3 separate regions of the Anser cygnoides genome follow, and regions 2 and 3 are each linked to region 1. A link is a contact called in public Hi-C data. All regions are on one chromosome and are shown on one strand. The core of a region is the stretch at or near the end of the contact, and the rest is flanking DNA. Distances in the headings are between cores, read along the strand shown. Region 1 holds the start of OAF (out at first homolog). Region 2 holds the start of DLAT (dihydrolipoamide S-acetyltransferase). Region 3 has its middle 46 kb from the start of ALG9.

The links. A called contact is a pair of places that touch in the nucleus more often than the background predicts.
Region 2: a Hi-C map of liver shows a contact between it and region 1, with 2.1 times the contacts expected there. The contact joins the promoter of DLAT here to the promoter of OAF in region 1. A contact is called at or near these places in 2 of 7 Hi-C or Micro-C datasets (both in liver).
Region 3: a Hi-C map of liver shows a contact between it and region 1, with 2.0 times the contacts expected there. The contact joins the enhancer-like site here to the promoter of OAF in region 1. A contact is called at or near these places in 2 of 7 Hi-C or Micro-C datasets (both in liver).

Annotation. Positions count from the first base shown.
Region 1 is chr21:4,931,579-4,934,565 of Taihu_goose_T2T_genome, forward strand. It overlaps OAF (out at first homolog), which reads left to right and starts at 1,593. Exons shown (of 4, transcript XM_048063424.2): 1 at 1,593-2,020. The coding sequence starts at 1,790.
Region 2 is chr21:4,070,443-4,073,429 of Taihu_goose_T2T_genome, forward strand. It overlaps DLAT (dihydrolipoamide S-acetyltransferase), which reads right to left and starts at 1,412. Exons shown (of 14, transcript XM_048063316.2): 1 at 1,071-1,412; 2 at 371-472; 3 at 1-43. The coding sequence starts at 1,301. It overlaps DIXDC1 (DIX domain containing 1), which reads right to left. Exons shown (of 21, transcript XM_013187174.3): 21 at 1,995-2,987.
Region 3 is chr21:4,181,572-4,184,558 of Taihu_goose_T2T_genome, forward strand. No RefSeq gene overlaps it. Among named protein-coding and RNA genes, the nearest start is that of ALG9, 46 kb to the left of the region's middle. Within about 2 kb of position 1,475, at least 1 of the 3 cell types and tissues checked has open chromatin away from gene starts, as enhancers often do. A contact at or near this core is called in liver, where this site is marked.

The DNA of each region.
Region 1 (2,987 bases), core at 343-2,842:
TCTGCTTTCTGATTTCCTTCCCTCTGGGAGGTACCAGGAGATAAAAATGATACCCCTTACTCCAAGCCAGGGAAGGACGGCCCTAAATTACCTCTTGCACCCTGAGGTCCAGGTATGCAGTAGGCACTGCTGATGCCTGTGGCCAGGAGCGTGTTCCTGTGGCTCTGCAGGGACTGTAGCCTCACTCACCTCCCTTTGTCCTCCAGAACAGACCCAGGACCACGCTGTGCTCGAGTTCTGGGGGCTTGGCTGGGAGGTGATGGACCTGGGGTAACCCCATTGCCATGGGGAAGCTGATCCCAGATTTGAGCTGGGCAAAGAGCGCGGCCCTTTGGCTGGAAGCTTTCCAAGGGTTATTTGTGCGCGCTAACCTCGTGGCACTCTTCCTTCCAGCCCCTGCTGGGGTCCTCCTGTCTTTTTGCATAATCTCCTCTGAATAAATAGACCGTGAGTGGGGCCTTCTCGGCGGCTTTTGTCAGGAGGACATGGTCGGTGTAGGTTTCTACCTTGTGGGCCCTCCCTCTCTTTTTGTGTCAGAGCCGAACCGTTTCTTTTCTCCCGTTTGCACCTCTTAACTTTCTCTCCTCGCCTGCTCTGATTTCTTTGCCCTGCTATTGTCCTGAAAAGTATTTGGAGGATACCGTTTGTGAGAAAGCCCTTACATTTTCTTACATTTTCAGTCTAAAACTTAACTTGTGTGAGGTCCCACAAAGCATACTAGTTGGCCAAAAGTGATCTCTTCTCCTGGAAGTGTGGATTTAAACGGTTGCTTCTATGCATTTCTGTGCTTCTCCTTGCAAAGCTCTTTCTCTGAGGCCCTGATCCTGCTGCCACAGTGACCTTTGTGTTTGCAGAGAGACCTTTTGAAATCAAAGGGGCCCTTCATGAGCATCTGCCCATCTGGAAGAGATTGCAGGAGTGGGCGGGTGAAGGGCAAATCTGGAGCCTTGTGGCTGGGCTGCGGAGTCTGAAGTGCCCCAGGCCCGTGTCCCTGGGGGAGAGGGGCCAGGGAAAGCCCCAAGCGGCTTGCACGACATCCTCGGGGGCAGGAATACCCCCGGCGTGCCTGAGAGCAGCCCTGCGAGCCTCCTGTGTGCAGCGTGAGCCTGAGCAATCATGTAACTGTTGTTTGATTCCCAACAACCGCATGTTTAGAGGACTCTGATTTGTGTGTGTTTGTGCAAACACGAGCGCTGGGCTTTGTTATTAACGCCGACCTCTCCTTTCCAACTCCAGTTTGGGGATAATTATTTATCCCACGGAGTAGAAAACAATTTAAAAAAAAAAACAAAAAACCTGCAGGAGAGCCCAGAAGCTGCCTGGCTGCTGCTGGAGCAGCCCCCCCCCTCCATCCTCCTGCCACCCAGAGCACCGGGGCTCGCCTGCAGGGCGGCTGCTTGGGCCAGATTTATTTTTATTTTTTTTTTCCTCGCCCTCGGGCGAGCTCTGCCTGTTTTTTTTTTTTTCCCATTATTATTCCCCTCTCCCCTCCTCCCCTCCGCAGCTGGGGAGCAGCTGCGGGCCCGGCCTGGCCCTTTAAAGGCGGGGCGGCGCGCCGCTGCCTCTTTAGGGCCGGTCCCTGCCTTTGGGGGAAGGAAGTGCGGGCCGGGGGGGGGCCGAAAAGCGGCGGCCGGGGGCTCTGCATGGCCGGGGGGGGCTCGGCGGGGCGCTTTCCCCACGCTGCGCTCCGCGCCCCCCGCCCCATGCGGGCCGGGGGCTGCCCCGAGCCGTGCGCGCCCCGCCGGGGGTAACGGTGCGGGGGCTGCGGGGAGCGGGGCCGGGGGGGGTGATGCTCGCCCCCCGGCTACCGGCGCTGCCAGCCCTGCTGTGGCTAGCGTTAGCCCCGCTGCCCGGCGCTCCCGGCCCCGCGGCCAAGGCTGAGCTGCGGGTGCGGGTGCGGCTGCCCGGCGGGCAGGTGGCGGAGGAGAGCCTGCAAGCCGACAGCGGCTCCGACTGCATCAGCCTGGAGCTCCGCAAGGCCGACGGCGCCCTCATCACCCTCACGGCCGATTTCAGACAGGTGAGGCTCGGGGTGGAGGGGGGGGACACGCCGGAGGACGGCCCCGGGATGCTGCGCCCGCCCCGCGGTGGAGCGGAGAGCCCCCGAGCATCCCCGGGGTCCCGGGGAGCCCCCGGTGGGGTTTGGTGCTGGGGGGTCTCCGGTGGGTCCCAGCTGGGCGAGGGGTGCGAGGGGATGGGCCCTAAGAGACTGGGAGTCCTCAGGAGGAGGCTTGGGGCGCGACCCCGGTGCCCGCTGCTTGTGGGGATGCTGTGCGGGAGGGCTTTGGGGAGCCGGGATCCGCCTGGAGTCTGGGGAAACCCTGCTGGGGGGGCTGAATCCACCTGGAGCCTCGGAAAACCCTGCCGGGGGGTTCGGGAGCCTGAGCCCTGTCTGAGGACGGGGTCCTTCAGAAGTCCCTCCACCGATGAGCGATGTTGGGGTCTTCGTTCGTGGTGCACCCCGCAGACGGCTCCGGGCCCTTCGGGCGGGTTCCTGGCCCCCCGCGGCACAGCTGTAACCTGGGCTGCCCAGTGGTGAGCATGGTGGGGAAGGATTTTGGCAGGATGAGTGGCGAAGCCTTCTCCATGCCCGGCTGAGCACAGCAGGTCTGTTTCTCCTTGCTGAGCCGAGAGGAGCCGTGGCTTTGGGTGGCAGACAGCAGCAGGGCCAGGGCAGGAGAGGCCCCCACGAGCCGGGGCTCAGGTTCGTGGGGCTCTGCTGTGTCTCCAGGACGTCTCGCTCCAAGTGATGGCTTTGGGGAGCACGTGCATTGGGGGTGTGGGCACCGTTCGCATGGCAGCTCACTCTGGGACTGGCGGAAAGCCAGGGATCCTCCTGGCCCCCTCCCAGGCCCCTCTGCAGGGAGGTGATGCTGAGACCCCACGCTTCTCGGCAGGAGACGGGAGCTTTGGGGCCAGCGTGGCGTCCTTCAGAGAACCCCAAGCCTGGCTGGACGCCGTGAGTTTTCTCTGGCTCGGGGATGAGC
Region 2 (2,987 bases), core at 162-2,661, 860 kb before region 1:
CCTCCAGGCTCTCAAAGCCAACTGTTGCTTTGTCTGTCTCCACCTTTGAAAAAGAACAGGATACTGTTAGAGCAAAACAGAAGACTAGTGAGCTCAGAGCCCTGCAGTCTGACAGCGTAGGGTCGTAACGCCCGCAGTCCTGGCAAAACCACCCTGTCCCACCAGCTCTGGGAAAGCGTGGTCTCAAACACAGTAAGCGCTCCTCTCGCTCAGAGAGACGAAAAGCAGCAACCAACTCCGTAAAGCTGCCGGTCGCTCGTTCCCAGCAGCGTCTCCAAAAAGCGGGTTCAGGTGAGGACAGCCGGGGACAGAACCCAGGGCGCGCAAGTTGCCCAGTAAAAATGCAGCGCAGCTTCTGCCCTCAGAATACCTCTGCAATGAGCTCTCCTTCACCGATCCTGTCACCTTCCTTCTTCTCCCAGCGCGCGATGGTGCCCATCTGCATCGTGGGGGACAGCGCCGGCAGGGCCACCTGCGAGGAAAAGGGAAGCGTTACAACCTGCGCAGCCCTGCCCGTAGGGACCCCGCTCACAGGGCAGGGACAGGTCACTGAGGACAGGCTGTCTGCAACCCCTGGCGGGTCAGGACTGCCTCCAGCCTGCAGGAAAGATCCCAACACCGAGGTGCCAGGGGAGCAGGTGCAGCAGGGAACCCAGAATACAGGGAAAAGGGGATAATGGTGAGGGGGGAAGCCGATGGTGGTACCAGGGTCTGGTGCGCGGCAGTTCCAGGGCCTGGCGTGCAGGGGTGGGGAATGAAGGAGAGGCTCTGGGCCAGGGGGAGGCACAGAGGTTTGGGAGCTGAGGGACTGGGAGAGAGCCTGGCGTCCTCTGGGGCGAGGAGGGCTGCCTGCTGGGGGGCGGCAGCTGGGAAGGGAAGGGAAAGAAAAAAGGGAAGGGATAAAGGGAAGGGAAGGAATGAAAGGAAGGGAAGGGAAGGGAGAAGGGGAAAAGAAAAGGGGAAGGGAAAAGAGGAGGGGAAGGGAAAGGAAGGAAGGGAACGGCGGAAAGGAAGGGAAGGAGAAGGAAGGAAGGGGAAGGGGAAGGGAAGGTCGCGGGGCCGCCTCTCACCTTCTGGTGTGCCGGCAGGCTGCAGCAGCGGCTGGGGACGACCCGGGGCCCGGCTGCGGGCAGGAGCCCCCGGGGCCTGCGGGCGGGGCCGCCCAGCGCCGGGCCGCGTCCCGGAGCCCCCGCCCGGGCCCCCACGGCCGCGCCGGGGCCGACGGCGGCGGCGCTGAGCGCTCGGCAGCCCCGCGCCAGGCCGGCGGCCGGGACGAGGCGTCGGGCCACCGCCCGCCACATGGAGCCGGAGCTGGAGCCGGGGCCCCGGCGCTCGGTGACCTCCCGCTGCGGGCACGGCCCGGCTCGGCTCGGCGCGGCGCGGCACGGAGCGGCACGGCACGGAGCGGCGCGGCACTGCCGCAAAGCGCCGCGGGGCGGGGCCGCCGCGGAATGGCGGCCGGGCACGGCCCAGGCCCGGGGGGGGGGGGGGGGCGGCTGAGGGCGAGAGGGGCCCCGAAGGACGTGCGCTGAGGGAACTGGGGCTGTCAGCGCGCCGTGTACACCCTGAGGTGTGTAATCCTCAGGGTAGCGGGAGGTACTCGGGTTTCAGCTTAGCAAAATTCCCATTTACCCTCCACCGCTATCCTCGTCCTCACCCCCAGCCCCTCATCCCACACACCTCACCGAATAAACCCATGGAAACTTTACTTCTTTTTTTTCGGGACCAGTATGAAGCTAGCCCTAAAACAGGCCCTGTTCCTCTCAGTGATTTATGCACGCCTTTTACTTTTCACAGCTATCTTTCCCTGTGCAAGCACTGAACAGGCTCAGTTTGCAAACCCCGCTTTATTGAGATGAGGGCTTGGTCCGCTAAAACCAACGTTTATCCATCTGGGATGTCAGGATCTTAGGTACACAGATAAGGTTTTCACTTTCCTTGAGGACATGCCTGAGAACCACCCTCCGTTTCAAATGATGAATGCAAACTCTATGTAGAGTTTCTATGAAAATATAATTTTACACGTACCATGTGTTACACAGCCAAGTTACAAGTATAGGAGCAGGAAAGTAACTTTGAAGAGAGTTGGGTAGAAATAAACATTCAACACAGCAAAAATGCAAGTCCTGGGTATGATATTAAGAGCATATTCCCAGAATAAATTCACTGCAGTCAGTGTTACAGTAGTGTCAGACTGATTTAAAAGCAACAGCTTTTGGTTTTATCAGCAAAACCCATCCAGTCCAAGGACTTGCCATCCAATACCTCTTATCCCTGTTTCTTACCTGCTGCAGACCCCTTCCTGTAAATCACAGAAGGTAAAGCAGCTGGTGAAGGCTGCGGTGTCACTGCAGGAACAAAGCTGAATCCAAACAGCTCACCGAAGCGGTACTTTTGGGAGTGAACGAGGCAAAGCGGGGCCTTCAGCTTCAGTGACAGCACTGCTAGCAGTCCCACCTCTGCTATCACCGAGGGAGCTGCACATAGGGACCCCAAGAACAAAGCACTGCTACCCGTCCTGTCTCAGGGAATATCGTTTGCATCTTAGCTTACATATGACATTAACGCTGATGATAGGTTTGTTGCTGACAACCCCAAAAAGCAAGTCTTGTCCAGTCTTGCTCCTCAGATACAGCCCAGTGCTGTTCTGGAGAGCACATTGCTGAAAGGCTGTCAGATCTGGTTCAGTCTTTGACTCAGGGGTAGGAAGGGCAGTAAGCATATTAAACGTGCCCATGATTAGCTGCCTGAACTGGCCTAAGAACAAGGCTGAGGCTCCTAACTGTCTCCTGTATCAGCTAACATCTGTTTTATTTTCTAGGAGAAAATTGGATGCCTACTGGACAAGGCTAAATTGAACCAGAAGCTCTGATCATATTAACAGCCTTCCGTGTCTTCAGTGCTCCAAAACCAAGCAGTAGTACTGAACTGGCAACTACAGAATGTCTCCATAAAATTCTACTCTGGGTGTGTGGCTCTTGCCGAAA
Region 3 (2,987 bases), core at 225-2,724, 750 kb before region 1:
CAGCCCGAGTGGGTGTGCTGCTCCGTTAACCCCTCACCTGCTGCCCCCCCTCCTGACCGAGCTCCGTGTGCCTGGAAGGTAGAGGGGGGTGCTCTGCGCTGCTGGGGGGTGACACGCGGCAGGAGCCAGCTCCTGGGCTCCTTGCTGTTGTGGGAAGGCACTTGCATAGGATCAGCACCTGCGAGGGCAACACCCTGACGTGTTTCTCTTTTGTGAACCAAACCCTACATGCCAGCAAAAGCACCCCCACCAAGGGATGCTCTTTGCAGACTAGGACATTTGGCCATCAGGGAGAGCCCTTTACATGCATTACAGCATCCCGTCCTGCAGCTTTGTGCCTTCCAAAGCTGACATTTGGATCCCGTCAGCCTCACACCAGTGGCTTTTGCACCGTGAAGCCCATTAGGACACGCACCTCAGGGCAGAAGTGCAGCAGCCAGAGCATGCACAGCCCCCAGACACAGTTCCCTGTCCCGCTGGGCATCGCAGTGCTCAGCTCCGTGCTCCTGGAGCACCTCTGCCTGCCAGGCTGCTGCAGGGAGCCCTGATTGCCCCCACCTGGGTGCCACCAAAGGCACTCAGATTGCCCCCACCTGGGTGTTACTGAGGGCACTCAGATTGCCCCCACCTGGGTGTTACTGAGGGCATTCAAAGCTTCTCCGTGGTCCTTCTCAAGGCAGGCAGAGTGTGTGGGGCTTGTGGATAGCTGGAGGTAAGACTGGAGGAGTGAGGGGGGCTTGGAAGTGGGGTGGCACCACACTGGTGGCTCTGTGCAACCCCAGAGTGGGGCTCTGGTGTTGTGTTCCTGCGTCCTCTCTATAACCATTTCTGTCGGGCGCTGCACAGGCTGTGGGGTCCCTGCCCTGAGTGGCTTCCGGTCTGTCCTGGTACATGATTCTTGGTCAGACACCACAGCCACTGCTCCATGCTCAGGGCAGACAGGCTGCCCTTGTTTGTGTGCGTGGTTGGATTTCAGAGGTGAGGGTTGCTGCGGAAAAGTAGCAGCTAAATATGGTCCTTCTGGCGGCCAGCGGGAAGGTGTAGCTCTTCCCCTTTGCTCTGAATCTCCATGTCTGAGCTGCTCTGTGACCGCAGGAGGTCCCTTGGCTCGCCTCGGAGGTTTCCCCCATCCCCCAGTGACCCAGCTCGGAACAATGGAGGCCACACGGCACAAAGACCGCTGCAATAAAGCTGCCAGGAGCTGACGTTGCTTTCCCCTCTGAGTTTTTCCAGGCTTATTTTTAGGCAATTTACAATTAATTCTCTTGGAGGAGAAAAAAAAAATGCTGTTGTGGTTTCTAAGAAACTGTTGATATAAAAATCAGCCCTTTTAAAGACTGGTATTCTGGGACAAATACCCCAGGGAAAGACAAAAATCTGGGTATGTCGTGCCAAGGCTCCAGGCAACGTGTTCAAAATAAAGCAAAAATGCCTGGGTAGGCCTTACACTGTATGGGTTTTTGTTATTTAAGTCAGCCCCCAGTTCTGAGGTGGGGTAACAACACATCAGTGAGCTGCTTACGAACCCCGTTTTGTGCTCGTGCTGTGTGTGTGTGTTTATCTTGATCTGATTTTGTTATCTGAGCAGGGAGCTAGCAGGGCTTCTCTGGGCTCCACGAGTGGTTTCTGGAGGGGCTGACTCTTCGTGGGCTCTTTGTAGCTGGTTGTGTGGCCTTTCCTCATGGTGACTTCAGAAAGCCTTCCCCAAAATTCCTGTTGTTGTTGTGACTGCGTCTGCTGAAAAGAAGTGAATGGCAGTCAAGGAGTTTGCTTTCCAAGTCCACCTTGGTGTATAAAGTATTAATTAATTGTCATTTATCAGTGTTTGGGCCCAGTTGTGCTGGGGAACTGACAAACGTCTGATCTTTTTAGGCCTGCAGCACTGAACCAGAGCTCTGGCCTCTCTTCAAACATGTGATTACTTTAAATAAACATTAATAAAGCAAGGTGAAGTGCTGGGGACCACAAGAGTGTCTGTGGAGCTCGAGGTTAAGGGCCTGGTTGAAACCAGAAGGGCTAAAGGTTAGAGCTGTGTGGTTCCCGGAGGAGGTCATGGTCTTGCTTGTTTAGCTGCAACTTGGCACCCGAGTGAGTATGTGGCAACTGAGGTACTGGGGGAGAAACGGCCTTCTGGCCTCGTGATACCGTGGTTGGGTTTTGCTTGCTCTTGTTCCAGGCCTGCTGAGGAAACAGCACGTGGTTTTGGCTGTTCTGTGCACAGGCAGTGCTGTATGTGTACGGGGTGGGTTTCGCAGGCGCCTGAACCCCTCAGAGCTGGCCCTAGCTCTTCCTTTGGGATAACGTGGTCACACAGGTCCGGGGAAGAGCAGGACCTCAAGGCCGTCTGGTTCGGGCCTCGGGCTGTGGGTGAGTCCTGGGAGACCAGGATTCAGAGCTGCTGTTCTGGGGATTTTTGTGTGTGTTTTTTTTTTTTTCCTTTTTTTTTTTTCCTTTTCCCCCTTGACCTTGCAGCATCTTGAGAAGTCGGTCGTTCCCTCGGGAGGGGAAATGTGGCAGCTCGTCCTGCCCGTTTCCTCCAGGAGCTCAGCAAACCGGCTTGCAGCCGCTCCAGCCGCCTTCCCGGGGAAGAGCTCTCTCAGCACCTCCAAAGGGTTAAAGCGCTTCAGAACCTTCCTTGGCTTTCTGCGCTAAATTACCTTCAACTTTCTCCAAGTAGGATGGCCTAGACAGATGTGTCGACATGGCAACAGCTCCAAGGAAACGCTTGTCAGGAGCGGGGAGCAGCTGGCCTCCGTCACGGCGAGGTGCCGCAGGCCTGCCCCAGCCGTGCCCCCCGAGCTCGCTGTCAGCGCCCCGATCCCTGTGAATAATTCATCCGTCTCCTGACCAGCCTCTAATGCGGCTGCCGTGACGTGAGCAGCGCTAACGGGACCCAAACGCTAATTTGCTGCATTAATAATAACGTCCTCCTGCTTCTGCTCGCAGCAGATGTGACAGGGAGGGAGGTTAAAGGCAGCCTGGCTGCT